3 separate regions of the Mus musculus genome follow, and all the other regions are linked to region 1. The links are chromatin contacts, called in public promoter capture Hi-C maps. All regions are on one chromosome and are shown on one strand. The core of a region is the stretch at or near the end of the contact, and the rest is flanking DNA. Distances in the headings are between cores, read along the strand shown.

What was found. Promoter capture Hi-C pulls out the DNA fragments that hold promoters and counts their contacts. Capture Hi-C pulls out chosen DNA fragments and counts their contacts.
Region 2: a promoter capture Hi-C map of embryonic stem cells shows a contact between it and region 1, with 6 times the contacts expected there.
Region 3: a contact with region 1 is called in a promoter capture Hi-C map of adipose tissue. A contact is called at or near these places in 3 of 39 promoter capture datasets (the 3T3-L1 cell line, embryonic stem cells and neural stem cells), 1 of 484 Hi-C or Micro-C datasets (uterus), 2 of 130 datasets of targeted methods (astrocytes and bone marrow-derived macrophages) and 1 of 9 other capture datasets (adipose tissue).

The regions. Positions count from the first base shown.
Region 1 is chr19:28,676,918-28,679,617 of GRCm38.p6, reverse strand. It overlaps D930032P07Rik (RIKEN cDNA D930032P07 gene), which reads right to left and starts at 1,394. Exons shown (of 5, transcript NR_045330.1): 1 at 1,313-1,394. Glis3 (GLIS family zinc finger 3) reads left to right here. Exons shown (of 11, transcript NM_175459.6): 1 at 1-22.
Region 2 is chr19:29,324,006-29,326,711 of GRCm38.p6, reverse strand. It overlaps Insl6 (insulin-like 6), which reads left to right and starts at 1,394. Exons shown (of 2, transcript NM_013754.1): 1 at 1,394-1,667. The coding sequence starts at 1,397.
Region 3 is chr19:29,360,534-29,363,233 of GRCm38.p6, reverse strand. Plgrkt (plasminogen receptor, C-terminal lysine transmembrane protein) reads left to right here and starts at 1,363. Exons shown (of 6, transcript NM_026362.2): 1 at 1,363-1,437; 2 at 2,307-2,417. It also overlaps a transcript of Cd274 not described here.

The DNA.
Region 1 (2,700 bases), core at 145-2,644:
GTTGTGGAAATCCGGTTACCTGGTAAGTGGATGCCATAGGAACTTTGTTCTGCAGGCGAGGGACAGAGAGAGAAGGCGCTAGAGAGTGTGGGGGCGGTCAAGCCTGGGGACGCAAACTCGGGATTAGAAAGAGTTTCTGCATGCCGGCTTGGTGGCATTCGCACGGGTTTGAGGACAGGAGCACACCAACTCCCCCAGACTCACAGGGCTTCTAGAGACCTAGGCACACCTTACCGAGGCTGATGGCAATACTCATTTAGCCATCAAACTGGCTGTCAGTTACCTAAGAGCGCGGGGTGTAGACAGAAAGGAAACCAACAAGGTGTGGAAGTTTCGTTTATGAGGGAGAGTCTCCGTGCCTTTTAACTGAAAATACAGGTACCAGAAGGTTACACAATCAGGGCCAGATACAGGGCGAGCACCGGGGTCCTACTTAGGGAAACTTTGGCAAAGTGGGGAGTGATGGGACTTTGAGGTCTTTAGCTCACAGTCGGGGTTGTAGTTGTCTTTTCGGCTTCCACGTGTTTATGGGGCGCCACGAAGGCTGTTTTTCACTTCTCCGTCTCATCCAAGTTGGTGTCCCCATTGTTCAGTGAGGTCCTCGGGTTTGGGGGCACAGCTACTAGTTAGGAGCGGTGCATCGACCCGCAGCCGCCAAGTTTTCAACTGTAACCTCCCACGCCACGAAATCGCAGACACATTCAGACACCTAGCACTCCCCGCCGGGTTTGTCACCTCGCGTTTACATTTTTATGGGCCGGGGACAAAATGTCAGCACTGTTTGGGAAATGTCTGTCTCGAGTCCCGCTTCAAGGCTCCGGTCCCTATAAATGACCCTGTGTCTATTTTGAAGTCGGTCGGGATCACTTTCTGGAAAGCGTGAGTGAGCTGTTGGCTCTCCTAGACACACACCTTGCCCCAAGCAACAGTTCCAAGTTACTCACTAGAGCTGACAAGTCACCCGGGGGACGAGAAACTCACCCAAGTGTCTGAAAACCTTGACCAGGGCGGATTTGTCATCCTACTATGGATGATTCAAGTAGGTACCTGGAGGAAACTTTTGGAGGTTTCCTTTTTTTTTTTCTTTTTTTGGCAAAAAGGTTCGTCGAGGTCGCGCCCTTAGATCTGGTAGTGTGTTTGGGAGGCAATAGCAAAACGACACTCGTGGGGGCAGGGAGGGTAGTCGCCCCGTGGTCCGGACAGGGTCACAGTGCAGGGCCCTATGTACCCCAGTGCGGCTCCGGGTGCTTTGGCCAGCAGGGTCCCCCGCAGCCCGGCTTCCTAACTGGCGGCCTTTCAGCCCCTTACTTACTCAGAAAGTGGTTGCACAACAGGAAGCCGGCACGAGTTTGTTTTGTTTTGTTGCGTTCTCTCGCTCGCGCCGCGGGAGGGGGAGGGGGGAGAGCGGGGGCGGTCTGGTTGCCCAGAGCACCGGGAAGGCTCCACTTCACCTCCGGACCCGCCCCTCGCTCACCTCCGGAGATCCCTGAGGCTAGGACCCAAGACCCCCCGCGGGGCAAAGGTGTGTGGGTGTGCCGTGTGTGGGAGGGTGCTGAGGACCCCAGGAGGGGTGTTCACCCACTGTCCCGGGCCGCACATCTTGACCCCGCACCCCTAGCCACTCCTGGTTCCTCTGCTCTGTGTACCTCCCTTCCTGGCTTGTCTTCCTTGACATCCGCTAGGTCCCATGGGATAGAGTGTAGGGGATCACTTCCGGAATTCTCCAGAGCAGTGCCCGCAGGGACTGCACTCCAGCAATTGCAATTGGAGAGGACACCTTTCCAATTCCTTAGAGCTTTAGGACTTCAACATCTCTTGAATTGGGGGTAGTGGTCTCAGGTGGCCCTAGAGTTGGTGAGGAAAGAGAAGTTTATACAGCTCCCCCCAGTGGACCAGTTCTCTGGGTTATGGGACCCAGAGAAAGAACCCCTGCCAAACTTAAGCATCTAGAAAAAACACTGAGGCTCACAGTGGAGAGCATTTCTTGGCCCGAAGGTGAACTCCAGACAAATGCAAACTCTCTTGTGTCCGTTCTGAAGCTTTGATGAGTCACGATTTCTTCATTGGGAAGTAGCCAGGCCCGGTTCCCTAAATGTCTCCGTGCCCGTTGGACTTCAATTTTTAGACTACGTTAGGAATTTTGATTCATTGTAAAAATGAATTTGGGTTAGTTTAAAAATTCTTACTCCTCCTTTTTCTCTTTGGTTTCCTGTGAGGCTACACAAAGCAGGTGCAGCCTGCAAAAGTTTGCAGAAAAACAATGAAGGCTGTCCCTGGAAATGATCTATAGAGAGAGAACTGTGTGAGAGGGCACCCCCCCCCCTTCTCTAGTGAGAACTGCTGACATTTAAGGCCTTTACTAGGATCTGCTACAGTGTTCATTTAGAGGAGCTCCAGCCCCTCCCCCTTGAACTGAAGGAGGCTTTCTTCCCATTCTTATTGCTACTTAGTTCGTGTCTTTTCTTTCCTGTCAGGACTCAGGCCTCCTTCAGAGTGAGTAATTACTTCTGTGTGCTCTGGGTGGATTCCCTGTCTCCTTGCTTCCCTTGAGGTCAGTTCAGGTAGAGTGGCTTTTCTTCACGCCATCGTTGGTCCATCCAATGTTTCCACCAGTTTCATTGGCGATTCTACCAAAGTTCTTCCGGTTAGCAGAGTTTGGATACCTGGAGTTGTCCCGTTTGGAAAGTGACTCTCCTTGGA
Region 2 (2,706 bases), core at 145-2,644, 650 kb before region 1:
AAATAATTTTTTTTCAGTTAAATAAATCCATTCAGCCATTATCCTGCTAATAATAGTGTGTAGCAGTTAAGAATGCATTCCCAGGCAGTGGGATGCTTTCGCGGGTTAAGGCACTTGCTGCCAAGCCTGACAATGTGACAACGATCTTGGGGTCCCATATGGTGCATGGAGAGAACTGGATCCAACTTATACACACACATCAGCAGTAAATAAACATCATAATAATAATAATAATATAATAATAATAATGGTGATGATAATTTATTGTAAAAAAGAATGTGCTCATATAAATAAATTAAGGCAATTTTTACCGGGAACCGGATACTAAATGATGCTTTTATGTACATGTAGAATCTAGACTTAAAACTATGTATTTGTGTGTTTATATATGTGTATGCTTAAATGTTTGTGTTTGTAGGTCATGAAACTACAAAAGGGATTCCGAGAGGGATGAGTGCTTAAAGAAGGTAGGAGGCAATCAATTAATAGAGGACATGTAATTAAAAAAAAGCAAAAAGGGGAATTACTAAAGGCAGGAACTGGGAGAGGGTGGTTAAGGGAGGCGAGTAAGAGAGAGTGAAGTACAGTGCGATAGATGTGAGAAGACACCGCGATGGAATGAGTAATTTTTAAAAAGGGTTTATTTATTTTATTTGATATGTATGAGTGTTTGCTTGCATGTCTGTATATGCACCACGAGTATGACTGGTACTGAACCGGAGTTACAGACTACCATGTGCTGCTTTGTTGGTACAGGGAAGCGACCCCGGATCCTCGGCAAGAGCAAGTTCTCCTAACTGCCAAGACATCTCTCTAGTTCCAGTACCAATTTTTTAAAGTTAAAAAATATAATCCATGAAGGAGATAAGTTTCTCCGAAGGGAAGAAATGGCTCCTGTAAACACTAGGCAAAAAGAAGATCACATTCCAGGTGTGGGGGGGATGCTGCATCTCAGAGTCCTAGGTTCTCATATTTCATGAGGCAGTTTCTTGGAGCGCACGACAAGGAAAATGAATGAATAAAGTCAGAGAAAGAAGACATTTTAAAACTTGCATTTCTGAGGCCAAAAGAGCCTGTTAATTTCAACTTTGACGACAAGGAAAATGAATGAATAAAGTTAGGAAAAGAAGACATTTTAAAACTTGCATTTCTGAGGCCAAAAGAGCCTGTTAATTTCAACTTTCTGCAAGCCGGAAGTCCATGTAAGCCTGGAACACCCCGCACCTAACCAAAGTGTTCTGGAGAAGATTGCCTGCGAGGGAGGGCAACCCGAGGGCGGTGCGGAGAGGGGCGTGGCTGGGGGCGTGGTGGGTGGCGAAGGCGGGGCGGGGCGGGGCGGGGCGGGGGCGGGGCGACGGCCGTTGCAGCGCGCCCGGCCCTGTGGCGGAGCCCAGGGATGAAGCAGCTGTGCTGTTCTTGTCTGTTGTGGCTTGGACTCCTACTGACTCCTTTCTCCAGGGAAGAGGAAGAGGAATCCAGACCCAGGAAGCTGTGCGGCAGGCACCTGCTGATAGAAGTTATAAAACTCTGTGGCCAAAGTGACTGGAGCCGGTTCGAGATGGAGGAGCAAAGTCCTATGACACAGTTCTTTCCCCACTACTCACGCAAGGGCAAAGCCTTCAACCCTCACCCTTCTTCCTCCGCCTGGAGAAGATTCACAAACCCAGGTAAAACTCTGAAGGGAAGGCTTGGTAGCTTATCAGTGTGCAAACTCCTCTTTTCTTATCCTTGACTTTGCTCTGCCAGTGAATTTCTGTAGGAAATAGAATTTGTACCTAGTGTACGTGTGAATACAGTTTTAAAAACCATACAGACTTATATGAAGTTCACTTTAGACTTAGAAGAAATAATTTGTTCAGAGTAGGCCTTATTAAAAAGATGGCCTTAGGTTTCATGTATACCCCAAATTCCGTGTGTTATAAGCTTAATCTCCAGGGCAGCGTTAGGAAGTGAAGTGAGGGAATTAAATTTTCTTGAAACGGAGTCAGGCCATTATCACAGAAGTGGATTGTCCTGAGTGAATCTGTTGCAAGATCACTTCATCCTCCTTTTCCGGCACCTCCGCTATGGGATGATGCTACAGGAAAAGTCCTTGGACCCTGGAGCATCTTCAAATCACGAGTCAAATAAATTCTTGCTCATTTGAAATTAACCACTGTCGGGGGCATTGTCAGAAGATAGATATAGGTGATGAGGAACTAGTCACATAGATAGGATGGGATGGGATTGGGGGCGTTTATTTAGAGGAAAAGTTTATTTAGGGGAAAGACACTGCTGTCTGAATTATACGGGGAAGAGCGAGGAGGTCAGGATGTGCTGAACAGGAGGGGAAAAGAAGCAACAGCGTAGGGCAGTAAGGTTCGTCCAGAAGGGCTGAGAGAGGGAGAGCAAAGCCAACGGAGCAATTCATGTGAAGTGAAAACTTAATAAAGGGCACAGGGAAGGACAAGGGCGGATGAGATGAGTCTCGGCATGGATAGCTCATCGATGCAGATAGGTAGATTGTAGTATGGGGACAGATGAAGCTTCTCTGTGGTTTGCAGCAGCACTGAAGGTGAACTAGCGTGCTGAATTGCATAGAGATCTCGTGGTCTTGACCTACCCTTGCCATTCTGATATTAGCCTTTCTCCTATGTTGTAAAATGTGTTTGTAGATTCCCTTAACTAATTTTATAGTTTTTTTCAAAGCAGTGTTTGTAAGTGAAG
Region 3 (2,700 bases), core at 114-2,613, 680 kb before region 1:
TAAAAGAAGTCAGCTCGGCATGGTGGTGCACGCCTTTAATCCCAGCACTTGGGAGACAGAGGCAGGCAAATTTCTGAGTTCGAGGCCAGCCTGGTCTACAGAGTGAGTTCCAGGACAGCCAGGGCTACACAGAGAAACCCTGTCTCAAACAACAACAGCATCAACAACAACAACAAAAAAAAAATAACAAAAACAAAAGAAGTCCGTTTCATTTATACGAACTATCTAGAATATGTAAGTCTTTGAAAAGGTAGAACATAGATTAAGATGGGGTCTCTAGGGTGACTGCATGTGACATTATCCATAAAGATAGGTTCTATAGATTGACTGAGAAAAACAGCTCATGATGAGGGAAGGATCTGGTGAGGTCTCGCACACACAGTGCAAATGTTAACCACTTCTGCTCCCAGTCTTCTGGGCGGAAAACACATTCTAAATCTTTCTCTTTGAAGCTACAACCCTGTGTGTTTAACATTCTTGGTTCCCACAGTGTTTATCTGAAGGTACAACGACCTCTGTTCCTCGTACAGGTTACAGAGCTGGGAACAGAACGGAGACAAGTTTAGTCTGCACGTATAGACACTACTTCCTACCTTAGGGATGGGCTACTTGTTTCTCTCCAAAAGCATTTACTCCTAGCAACACCCATCTCCTCCCACAAATAGAACTAAATAAAGATTCTGTTGCAATTTTCCCATCCAAGTAATGTTTGGAATGAGGGATCTAAAAGTCAGAATAAGGAACACTGGAACTAAAAACATCTATACAAGCCTGCGAGGCTAGATATGCCTGGAAGAGGCTAGATTGCCTTCTCTAAGGTGTGGAGCCAACACATGCTAATGCAGAGCCCTTCCTAAAGGTTGTGATTCACATACTATTTCCCCAACCGGTTACATAGTAAGTGCTAATGGGTCCAGTGTTTCCTAGTGAAGTTCGGAGTTGTACTATAGACAGACAATTCTGGTAGGAGTACGAAATATGGAAAACGCATAGGGAAATACGGAAATTCTGGTCACTGTCTGCTTTTGTTCCCTGGTTACCTTTAAGCGAGATTTGGTGATGGGTTTTGTTGTTGTTTTTGTTTTGTTTTTGAGGCACCGGACTCCGAGGACTTGAAACATTTCCACGCTGCTTCCTTGGGCCTTCCCTCAAAATCACGCACCTTACAAGACCATGCAGGTTGGAATTTGCGGTTCTGTCCCGCCCCGCCCACCTCCCGGCTCCAGGCGCCTGCACCGGAAGAACACCCCAGGCCTCCGCGGGCACCCGAGCGCTTAAGGGAGCCAAAGGCCACGCTGATTGGTTGAAGCTCGTGATCCACTGTCATAGCCAACCAATCCTGGGGCTCTGCCGAAGCAAGGTACTGTCCCTGCGCTGATCGCTCTGGAGCTCTGGCTAGAGGCCTCTGCTGCGGTCACCGTCCCCGCACCGTGTCGCGTGAGTGTTTCGGGTCACAGACACCTGGGAGGGAGGGGTCGGCTCCGTCGCACGGTCCCGCACAGCTGCAGCTCTGGCTGGGCAGGGAAGGCCAGGGCTCTGGGTTCTTGCTGATGCCTCCGAGGCTGACAGGTATTGCCAACCCAGTTCTGTGAGTGTGATCTCTCTGTACCATTGTCACCAAGTTGGGACAAGACTGCAGAGTGCAATGGACAGGAAAATGGAATTCCTTTAGGGAAATACCTATATGACGCTAAACTGGCTCAACAGAGCGAGAGTGGAAACAAAACAAAACACCCCCAGAGGTTATGTGCTTCCTGCTAGGGGACTTGGTTTGGAAGAGTTATTGAGAATGATAGTGATGTTGTGACTAGCCAAAAATTCTGGTACTAAATCAGGGAAGAAATCTGGATGACAGAAATCGTGTAGAATTTCTTTCCTTCTAAATGGAATCCAGGTTCCAAGGATGACCAGGGAAAGTCTGTCTGGGATCTGTACAATCAGGACACCCTTCCCAACACGCCTTTCCAGAGTAATTTGAATCATGGCCTCTTGGAACAGGAGACACGCCTGCCTCCCCATCCTCAACCCAAAACAAACAAACAAACAAAAATCCAGGAGCAGCCTGGACTCACATCTGTATCCTCCATCCTATAGGACATGGTGGTTGTCTGTGTTGCCTGTAATAAGTCAGTTTGGGGCCACGCTTACTTATCGCTGATAATATCGTGTCTCTGGGAGAGAGACATTTGGAGGTATTTGGGACATCCTAAGGAAAGAGTGCAACATGGCTTTGTTAGGTATGGTCAGAAGAGGTTGGAAACACTGTTCAAGGGTGAAGTTACAGGGTGTGGCATGCTCATTGGCAGGTGAGATCTCCAGAGGGACACTCCTGTTTGCCTTCTATATTTAACCGTGTACCTGAGATTTCCCCCGACACATCCAAAGTCCAAGTCCAAGAGAGCAAGGCCCAGAAGGAGGTAAGCCTAAATCCTAGCTAGCTTTTCAAAGTGTTTCTCTTCTCTTCTCTAGACGATTGACTGAAAGATTGTCCGACCACTTCAAGGGATGGAGAGCTAACCCCCTTAGGCCAAGGGACTGAGGGGAGAGTGTGTGTGTGTGTGTGTGTGTACTAGAAAACAGTCGGTTTCTTTGAAGATGTTTGAAGATGCTTGCAGCAGATGTAAAAATTCAACCGTCTGCTCCGACATGCAAAAGAAAACTAAAGGATGTTGAGCAGCCTGACAAGGTTGATCTTCTGTC